2 separate regions of the Hordeum vulgare genome follow, and region 2 is linked to region 1. A link is a contact called in public Hi-C data. All regions are on one chromosome and are shown on one strand. The core of a region is the stretch at or near the end of the contact, and the rest is flanking DNA. Distances in the headings are between cores, read along the strand shown.

What was found. Hi-C and Micro-C count contacts between places; a contact is called where the count stands out from the background.
Region 2: a contact with region 1 is called in a Hi-C map of leaf, with 4 times the contacts expected there. The contact joins the promoter of LOC123448726 here to the enhancer-like site in region 1. A contact is called at or near these places in 4 of 6 Hi-C or Micro-C datasets (leaf and seedling).

What each region holds. Positions count from the first base shown.
Region 1 is chr4H:398,758,894-398,763,994 of MorexV3_pseudomolecules_assembly, reverse strand. LOC123448725 (ABC transporter B family member 25, mitochondrial) reads left to right here. Exons shown (of 21, transcript XR_006631923.1): 19 at 638-773; 20 at 1,012-1,217; 21 at 1,635-1,948. Among protein-coding and RNA genes, the nearest start is that of LOC123448725, 22 kb to the left of the region's middle. Within about 2 kb of position 2,949, at least 2 of the 3 cell types and tissues checked have open chromatin away from gene starts, as enhancers often do. A contact at or near this core is called in leaf, where this site is marked.
Region 2 is chr4H:399,517,063-399,522,163 of MorexV3_pseudomolecules_assembly, reverse strand. LOC123448726 (cytochrome P450 714B3-like) reads right to left here and starts at 2,628. Exons shown (of 5, transcript XM_045125707.1): 1 at 2,141-2,628. The coding sequence starts at 2,450.

The DNA.
Region 1 (5,101 bases), core at 1,700-4,199:
GCAGCTATTCCTATGCCTCCCGACCATTGGTGGCACAAGTAGCGCGGCGGATTGCAGGGCTTTGCGCTGCAGCTGCGGCGTGTTGGCCTTGGCGCGCCGCCACCGGTCCATGAGAGTGGGCTCCTCGTTGGGGATCGTTGTCGGTATGCGTAGCCAGGCCAGCGTCTCCTGCCATGCCTGCCGTGTGAAAGGGCAGTGCAGCAGCAAGTGCCTGATTGTTTCAGGGGCCTGACCGCAGAGGAGGCAGCGTGGGTGATGTTGCAGACCGTGGCGAGCCAGACGATCCGCGTTCAAGCAGCGGTCGAGGTTGGCCAGCCAATGAAAGAATTTGACCCGAGGTGGCGTCCACGTCTTCCAAATCAGCTTCCAGGAGTGGCAGTGCGTTGAACCTTGGAAAGTGGCCGCGTAGCAGGATTGCGCCGAGTAGATGCCATTTGCGGTCCACTTCCAGATCAGTTGGAAAAAAAGAATCTATTCACGCTGTTGTATGATGGCTAACATGAGTCAAAGTTAGACCTGCTAAATGATTTAGAAGTTTGAACTAATTTCAGACGCTTATCAAACAATATTTTGTGTGCAAACGGTGGGCTTAACCAGTTCCCCGTGCTGACATAATTTCTTCTCTGATTTGTACCAGATTATGTGATGAAGCTACAAGTGCACTCGATAGCACTACCGAAGCATCTATTTTGAATTCTCTGATGTCTTTATCCGTTGATCGTACCTCAATTTTTATCGCTCACCGACTCACAACCGCAATGCAATGCGATGAGGTATTAAAATTTGTGCACATACATGAATAGTACGGCATACATATTTGTGAAAAATAGCGTGACTTGTTGCTAAATTGACAACATGCAATCCAGATTGACAGCCAGAGGTTGCTATTGCAACTGCTCATGTTATGAATTTACTAACTGCAGGAGTAAACCCCTGTATGCTTTGATATCATCTATAAAAAATCATCGCTTCCCTGATACCTATGTAAGTCATGTTTGAATTGATTTTCAGATCATTGTACTGGAGAATGGAACAGTAGTGGAACAAGGATCACATGATTTTCTTCTGTCAAAGGGCGGGCGGTATGCTGAACTGTGGTCACAGCAGAATAACAGTGAAGCCAGTGATGCTTCTGATGTTAGCTTAGAAGTTTGATAGACCCAATACAGTTCCCCTTTGCAAGGGAAAATTACACAGCCATCTTTCACTGAAAGCAGGTTTCTCCTTAGCCTTGTAAATGTGGTGCTTAACATTTCATACTGGGGGAACACGAATATACAGTTGCGGGGAAAATTTTCCATTTAAGGGAGAGCCGAGAGGCAAAAAGTTCTTTCAGAGCCATTCGACGATCCTAGCATATGTCCATGTGAATGTAACACTTTTCTTTTTGTTATATGGAATTAAGTAAATATTAGTAACCGGCGGTTCATGACCCTGGCAGGCAGCTTAATGTAGTACCCCCTCTGCAAACAAATATAAGATGTTTCAGATCACTACTATCTGAACTTCCAAAACGTCTTACATTCGTGGACAGAGGGAGTAGCATTCAAATGTTAATTTATTTCCATTATCATGGACGTGTAAGCCTTGCGTGTACCATTTACCCATTCTTGTTTAGTCTGATTTCATTGCAGTTATGGTAGATACCCAGCTGGACGGCATTGGAGCTTCTAATGGAGAACACACGAGACACGGAGTCTGTTATTTAGTTTTTGTTGCGCAGAAACTTATTCCCTTTTACGTTCTGCGGTTGTGGATGAGTATACGCTGTCCTATTTGAGCCAATCGAGTTAATGCCAGCAAAACTCTTTGATGTGGACAACGATGTGCCCCCATGCTAAATTGGAAGGATGCTTGGTAGCACTTTGATAATTTGCTTTGCACTTTGACAATTTGCCACTACTTGCATTGTACATATTTGATTTGATAATTTGACCCTCTTTGTTTACTTTGCACTTCGATCTTTTGCCCCCTGTTATAGATGGAACCCATGCAAAATCCTTAAATTACTCTTTGTACCCGATTGACCACGCAAGAGACGAACTCGATCCCATCTCTCTGCTCGCACACCTGTGAGGCCTTTCGCAGTGACGACCAGCACAAGGTGAGGCGGCAAGGGCGGTGGGGAACAACGATCGTCATCAAGGTGCAGCAGCAAGGGCGGTGAAGAGTAGCAAGGCAGCGGGCAACAAGGCGCAAATGTGGTGAACTGGTGCCCTTCTCCGCGCCGCTCGAGGAGCTCCGCGTGTAGGTACTCCCCCCACCGTCACTGCCAGCAGCTGCTGCTCGCCCAACATGCTCCTAGGCCGGAGCAAGTTGGGCAGGAGTGCGCAAGTTCATGACGACTTCATGTCTTCATGGCGGACCTGTGGCGTCCATAAGCTCGGACCCGAGCGAGGAAGAAGATGGGCGCCACAACCCCGGCCAGGGCGCGACGGAGCTACCAACCTAGGTGACGTAGCCCGTAACAATGCACGTGTGCCCGCTGTAGAAGATGCCGGCGTTGAGCCGACGTCCACCCGAAAAGCAGAGGACACAACGATGGCGATCTTGCCTTCTTCTTTGGCATAGAAACATGCGTCACCGCTGCTCATCCTAGGCACCCTTTCTTTTCCTCGACGGCCCGATCAAGGGCGTCACCGAGTTTCACACGCCGTGACTTTGGCTCGAGCTTTGAGACGGGTGGTGTGCACCTCCTCCTTTGCACACAGACACAGGCGGCGAACCACTCCGAGTAAATCTGCATGGAGCGAGGAGCGGCCAGCGCCTCCTCCTATGCTTCGGCAATCGGCAGCCACACGAGGGTTGCACATCTCCTCTCCCTTGGCAGCGACAGCCGTGCAAAATGACGATGGACGTATGACCACTTGATCTTGCGCGGAATGGTTGCCAACAGAAAGTGAATGGGCCAGGGTTTGTGTGTCGCCGGCCGGTCGGACATCAATGCAGGCAGGGGGAGCGGTGAGCCGGGCGGGGTTTTGGATGGTACCGAGGTGTCGAACGTCCCAGACTTCCCTAGAGCTCCCCTTATTTGGGATCAGATGTCTGGATAGATCGGTCATAATTTGAAGGACAGTACTCTGCGTTGGCGCGTCGGTTCAAATATTTCGGCCGGTTAACCTGGATCCATCTGATTTGCATGCGGTAGCCTTCAGATCTCCCCCTCCTCTTTTGTATCCCATCTTCAACCTTCCATACACGGAAGAAAGAGAGAAAGAGGAAAAGGAGGGCGTTGCCCCCTCACACGTCGCATCCCATGCCATGCCTCCTCATCTTCTCTCATCGCCGGTCATCCCTGGTCGCCACCCCCTCGCCGTCGATCGCGGTCATCGCCGGCGGTCCCAGCTCCGTCATGATGCATGTAGCAAAATATCGTTGAAGCTTTTTTTATTGAAACATTTTTCATATATCGTTGAAGTTTTTTTTGTCAATTTGCAACAATGCGAGCATAGTTCCGTCGTCGCGGGTTGCAACTCAGCTGTGATGGATGTAGCAAAACGTTATGCCGGTTGTAGCAAAATGAAACACTGATTGTAGAAAAAATCACGTCGTGTGCGATGTAGCAAAATGCGACGCCGGTGGTAGTAAAATGTTGTGTCGGGTGTAGTAAATTTAGATACCGGTTGAAGCATGTAGTAAATTAGGCCTTCGGCCATGGATGCAACTTCACTGACCATGCCTGTTGTAGCTCCGGTCACCATGGAGCAGTTGAGAGAGGGAAAAATCAAGGGGAGGACAATGGGTCGGTGGTAGGCTTCGAGGGTGCTTGCCGCGGAAGAAGACGGAGGCTCGCTGGAGGAGATCGCCGGGGCAAGATTTTCCATGACAACCGGGAGGTTGGAAAAAAAGAAAGGAGAAGGAATGAAGGATGCGGGGATGTGGAAAAAAATAATGTGGTGGGCCCTCCCGATTTAATTCGCTGTAGCAGAATGAGTGGACGAGACCGGTCGAAGTGTTCGTCCGGTGCGCTAGCTGAAAACATTTACCTAATTTAAATGGTTGCGTTGAAGGACTAAAGATGTATGGACCGTCTAGTCCGAACATGTATATACTAAAGGTTTGGGCATCCGCGTTGGAGATGCCCTTTAGGAAAGGTTATGAAAAAACAATATTATGGCATCTCCAACGTGGTTCCAAAGATGGATGCCCCTATATTTCAATGGACACACCGACACATCTGGTCAGACGGCTATCATCCAATGCTATATGTTAAACTTTTTTGTTGTTGATAAAAGCAGTTGTTCTGATGCATTTAGTATAGAAATATAAATCTAATCTATTATCACGATGGGCGGAACCCATGAAGACATCTCCTCATCAGACATATTTGAGTGGGCATCCTCAATGCCCATAGGAGGGTTGTGGTCGGAGCGTTGACTGGTGCAGTGGTTGTGATCTTGGCTTCTTTCGCATAGAAGTGGATGTCACGTCGTCACCGCTGTTCATCCTACCCACCTGTCTTCTGCCCAGCAGCCCGAATGAGGGCATCACGGGTTTAGCACACCGCAACTTAAAAAAAACGTAAAAAAAATAAAATTCCCTCCTATATTAATTAAGAAGAGAAGAATTTGCATGAATTACAACATTCCTATTCCAAAAATTAACTACCCTCGCAGCAATGATTGAACCCAACTTCTTTGCTCGAGCAGCCGCCCAAAGTGACACATCCTTCTTCAGATTATCTAGGAGAACCAAAAGCGATGCACTCTTCTATTAGAAGACGCGAGCATTTCACTAGTTTCAGATGGTTCAAGAGGCAAGCATAACAAGGGAGGCCATTGCTTTTCTATTAGGCATCAACGCGTCGGATAGCCCAATCCACCATTCCTCGGTGGACCGAAAGAGGTGTCAAGAAGAGGTGTCCATGTGATTTAGCTGCAGCCAAGCCTTGAGCATGCCCCAAAATGTGATCGTGAACCTACGTTTGAAGAGGAGGTGGTCAAGAGATTCCTGTACTTGTTGCTTGCATAGGGAGCAAAGTCCACTGTTTAGCCATCCCCGCTTTGTCAACCTATCTGCGGTCCAATGCCTGTTCTGTATGACCAACCACGCAAAACTTTTGACTTTAGGCGGTGCACAAGCCTTCCAAACCGTACCCAAC
Region 2 (5,101 bases), core at 1,379-3,878, 760 kb before region 1:
GACCGGAAACCGACACGACGTTGGGCATCCAACGGGAGTCCGGGTCCTCCCGGCGAATGGCGATGGAGTCACGCCGCTTAAGAAAAGAAAAGGTGAAAGCGCAGGCCTTGCGGAATGGGACAGACGAGAGGACACAACCGGCAGCCAAGTTGAGCGGCGTCTCCATCGGCCGATCGCCTCATCAGTACGCGCCCCTTCGCGGTCACGGCAAAGCGGTGGACGAGGAGAGCAGCAGACAAGCGCGCGCGCGCGCTCTGGCTGGCGGCGGCCAAATCAGCCGCGAGCCCACGCGCATGCATGCAGGCGCACACGGGGGCGATAGCTCCCAAGTCCTCTGCGCGCGCGCGACATGGACGTGCCGGCGGTCCAATCGTGCCCTGGCCCCGGTCCACACATGATCCACCCCGGCGCCGGTGGAGGCATGGCGTTGAGGTTGAAGTTGCTGTTGCTGGCGTTGGCGTTGGGAAGCGAGAGGTGGTCTCGTACGTACGGCACACAGACCAAAACTATGTTGCGTTGCCTACTCACCCACCTGATGTGATATGTCGGGGCTGCCTACTACTGTATTCGCCTTTCTATCCTTCCCTGCTGCTGCATGGATAATCTGAATTTCTTTTTCTTCTTCTTCTACTTCTTTTTGGACCGTGTGAAACTATATTCTTCTAATCTAATCTAATCTAACCTACGCTATCGATCATGTCCTTATGACTTGATTCTGTCTTTGTGCTAGCTACGCGGAAGAAAATTAAATTTAATCCGGCAGAAGCGCACTACTGTATATATATATCAAGCATTAGCCAGTGATGTTACATGCATGCATCAAGGACGAACAGATTTATTCATTCTGGGGGAGCTCGGATGCACATGCTGCTGCGTAACTACCTAGTACTGTAGGTGGCTAGCTCACGGCTATGTCCTTTGCATCACGCCAAAGCGAGAGGATAGGATCTACAGGGAGTTCACCGCCTTGACTCATTTCAGCTCTCTACAGTTACGTGGTTTTTTTTCCTGTTCTCAAATTAAAAAAATACAGTACTACTCCCTCCGTTCCTAAATATAAGTCTTTGAAAAGATTTCACTACAATCTACGTACGGACGTATTTAGACATATTTTAGAATGTACATTCATTCATTTTACTTCGTATGTAGTCACTTAGTGAAATCTTTAAAAAGACTTATATTTAGGTACGGAGGGAGTATAATACAACAGGTACTGCATGTCCTCTCCTGTTACATCATTCGGTTTTAGTAAGGTGGGTCCGAGAGATCAGTTAAATCGTGCAAGCTGATGGCGCCCAGCTCACCTAATACTATAGTACAACAGGTACTGTATTTATCTTTGCTATCCAACAGCGTCATGCAGCAACAGGAAAGGCCGAATTCCGAAATTCAGCAGCATGAGAGCTGCACACAACCACAAGCTTAGTCGACCTGTTAACGTTGCAACTTGTAGAAATAACTTAAGATCCACATCACGGTACTACCGAATGAATGACAGGTTGATTTATTTATTCAAGGAAACGATTTTTATTTAATACTCATACTGCTCGGCTGGAACCTCATCATTGCTAGGTCCCGAGAGAGATTGCACTTGGTGATGCCAGGTTTTGAAAATGGTAAACCTTTGTTTGTTGCTATATGGAGATGCATGAGTGCCTGACAATGGAATGAATCAATCATTCGGCTATATATATATATATATATATATATATATATATATATGTATGCATTAATGTATTTATTCTGTCTTAAAATAACTGTCTTAACTTTATACTAGAGTTAGTACAAAATTATATTAAACTTAAGACATTTATTTTGAAACGGAGAAAAAGTATGTGCTAATATATGGGCTGGGCTCTGTTATCCCTCAACAACAGAAAAAACTTTTATATAAGTTCCGTCTCCCTCTCTCTCTCTTCTTTGGGGGCGACGCTGCAAATTATTTGGTGGTGGATGCCAGACGGCCGGGCGACATACATGAGAGGTGCAAATATGGAGCGGACTTGGTTTTTAAATTTTAAGGGATATATTAAGAACTGGGCTGAAAAAAGGAGACCAAATATGTATGTAACAGGAAGAAGAAGATGCTTAAAGGGTGAACAAATAAACCATATGTAAGCTGATGGCCGGAGATGCATACCATGCTCTTTTCTCCATTTCTCGTAGAAGGGCAACACGGCTGGGCGGTAGTCGTGGACGATGCGCATGCGGCCGCCGGATCGGCGAGCCGACTTTGCGGCGGCGACCGCCTCCCTCATGTCGGCCATGTTGCCGTAAGGGAAAGACGGGCGCGGGCCGCCGATGCCCTGCCTCCTGAACCCCGCGAGAAGCCTCTGCGGCACCACCCACACGGTGTAGTAGAGGTAGAGCGCGAGGGAGCACGCCCCCACGCAGCATAGGCCTAGCAGCACCTTCATCACCATGCCCACCTCCATCTCCATGTCCATCATCTCTCTCTCTCTCTCTCTCTCTTTAAGTTGTCTAACAACTTGATCTCTCTGCACTTCTCTCTGTGTGAGGAGTGTCAGAGCGTGTGGGGGTGAAGAAGTTAGCTAGCTAGGCGGAGGTGGTACTGTGTTATATGGGGGAAACAAGTGGGGAAAGGTGGTAGAGTCCAAACGCCAACTATGGCATGGAACGTCTCCCCCGAAACGAAATCCATCACCAGCAGTGAGAGTGTGGGCCGGGCCCTTGCCTAATATCCAAAGTGTCTACTGCGTTTTCTCAATCTCAGCAACAAAAAAGTGTGTACTGCGTCCGTGTCTATCCCGCGTTTTATTTTCTTCACTTTTTATATTCTCCTCCTTTTTTTATCTGCGTTTTATTTTCTTCACTTTTTATATTCTCCTCCTTTTTTTATCTGCGGTGACGAATCGAAAATTTCTTAAACCCCATAAGACATCGATCCTAAAATTCGTTTTAGTTAGCAGAAAGTTGATTTTATGGGTCAAAGCGGGCTGCGGTCGAACAGACCCCGCGTAGCCGGGAACCCGGCTACGCAGGGTCTGCTCGGCCCGCAAAGCAAAAACTTCAGATCAACCAATTTAACAGCGATTTCGATGATTGAGTTCAAATTTAAACAATAAAACATAGTTTGCGCGTAAATAGAAGCATAGTTTTTTTTACGACAAACGTAAAAAGACTTCATGCAAAAGCAACGACCACATCCATCAACATCTTGGTCGCCTTTCATCCGTCGTCATGATTTTCACTCCGCACCACCGTCATCGATGCCATCGTCGCCTATGAGTTCATCACCGACACTTGTTTCAACTCCAACAACGAAAGCATAGCAGGGCACGCTGAAAAGCATCAACGACACTGGTTCCAACTCCTGATGGGAAAACATCACCGGCACCAAAACACCCACCGGGCGCCGCTACCATCCTCCTCTTCAAAACATCTCTCTTTGTCATACCATGCTATCCTTTCGTGATGTCGTTCATGTCATCGCGGCTCAGTGTCATAATCTTGTTCTCCTCGACAAGAAGCTTGACCATGGCTTTGGTCTCACAAGCAAAAACTCTTCTCTCCTTCATGACCGCCTTGGGCAACCCCTTTTCCTTGAGCAATTACCATTTTTTTTGCTTCTCTCGTGACGTCTTCTTCGCCAACTCTTTCTTTGCCTTCAATGTCTTCGTCAACATCAACTTGTTTGATTGCATCATGGTATCTATCTTGTCCCGCGATGGTGGGGGCGACATGGCCGAGGACGAGATCTGTCGGAAGGGATTGCGCTTGCGCGACAACCACAGTGACGTGGGATGCCTGGGAGGCTTTCATGACGACGAAGAATGACCGGGGAAGCTGGACCGGAGTGGGTGGAGGTGAGGCAATGACAGCGAAGGGGGTGGGAAGCGGGAACGGCCACGCGGAAACTTTTCTCGCGCCAAATCTCGCTGCGGATAGGGAACGAGCTCGGGTTGGCCTTCCACCCCGTGAATCTAAAGATTGAGAACGAACTTTTGTCGCGCCCCGCAATTTTTTTTACAGGTCGAGGCCTGATACGGGTCTGATCGAACAATTTTTTATACGTTGACCTGTATTTTAACGATTATTTTACGGATGAAGACATTATACGGAGTTTGTTAAAGATGCTCTTATTCAGACATGCATGCGGCCTCATTTCATGAAATAGTCCGGGCTACCTGAGCTAGGAGACAGCAGCTCTCAAATCTCTCAGTCTCCTTCAATCCTATCCAGCAAAGTCGGCAAAAAATAATTCTGATGCGTGACTCCACCCACCTCTCGGTGGAATGGTGGACTTCTTGGTGCGCGGCACCCCCTCTCCCCCTGCCCTGGCAAAGCTGAAATGCGGAATTTTCACCCGCATGCATTTACGATCACGCAAATGTCCCTCAACAACAAACTTTGTGAAATTCAGAATTTATCATCTACTCCATCCGTCCTAAAATTTTTGTCTTAAAATTATCTACAAATGAATATACCAAAATACTAAAACATGACTAGATACATTCATATCTACACACATTTAATACAAGAATTTTAGAACGGAGGGAGTACAACGGTGTAATGGTGTACGTGTTGAGAAATAATGGCTGTTCGAGCTGGGTTGCATTTGTCTGTTGAGCAACTAAGATTTTTTTTATGAGCTGGGTTTGTAAAACAATTACTCTTCTCCCATGCAATGAGTGCAAAAAGGAGAAGCCCATGTTTTTCTTCTTTTGTATGACCATGTTATTGACAGTTCAGTTATTCCAAAATCTTCATATATTCGGAACGTCAAGATTCCCCTTAAGTTAAAAATCTTTTTGTGGTTTGTCCATAAAGGAGTTGTTCTAACTAAGGATAACTTGGCCAAACGAAATTGGAAAGGAAATCGGAGATGTACCTTCTGTCAGACATATGAAACTATCAAGCACCTCTTTTTGGACTGCCCTATGGCTAAAATATTATGGCGCTCAATCCATATAGCTTTTAACATAACCCCGTCGACTAGCATTAACATGTTATTTGGGACATGGGTTGACGGGGTTAATATCTTGTTCGCTAAGTTAATTCGAGTTGGAACTTCTGCACTTTTATGGGCTATATGGAACTGCATAAATGATCTAGTTTTTAACAGACAACAATCTATTAA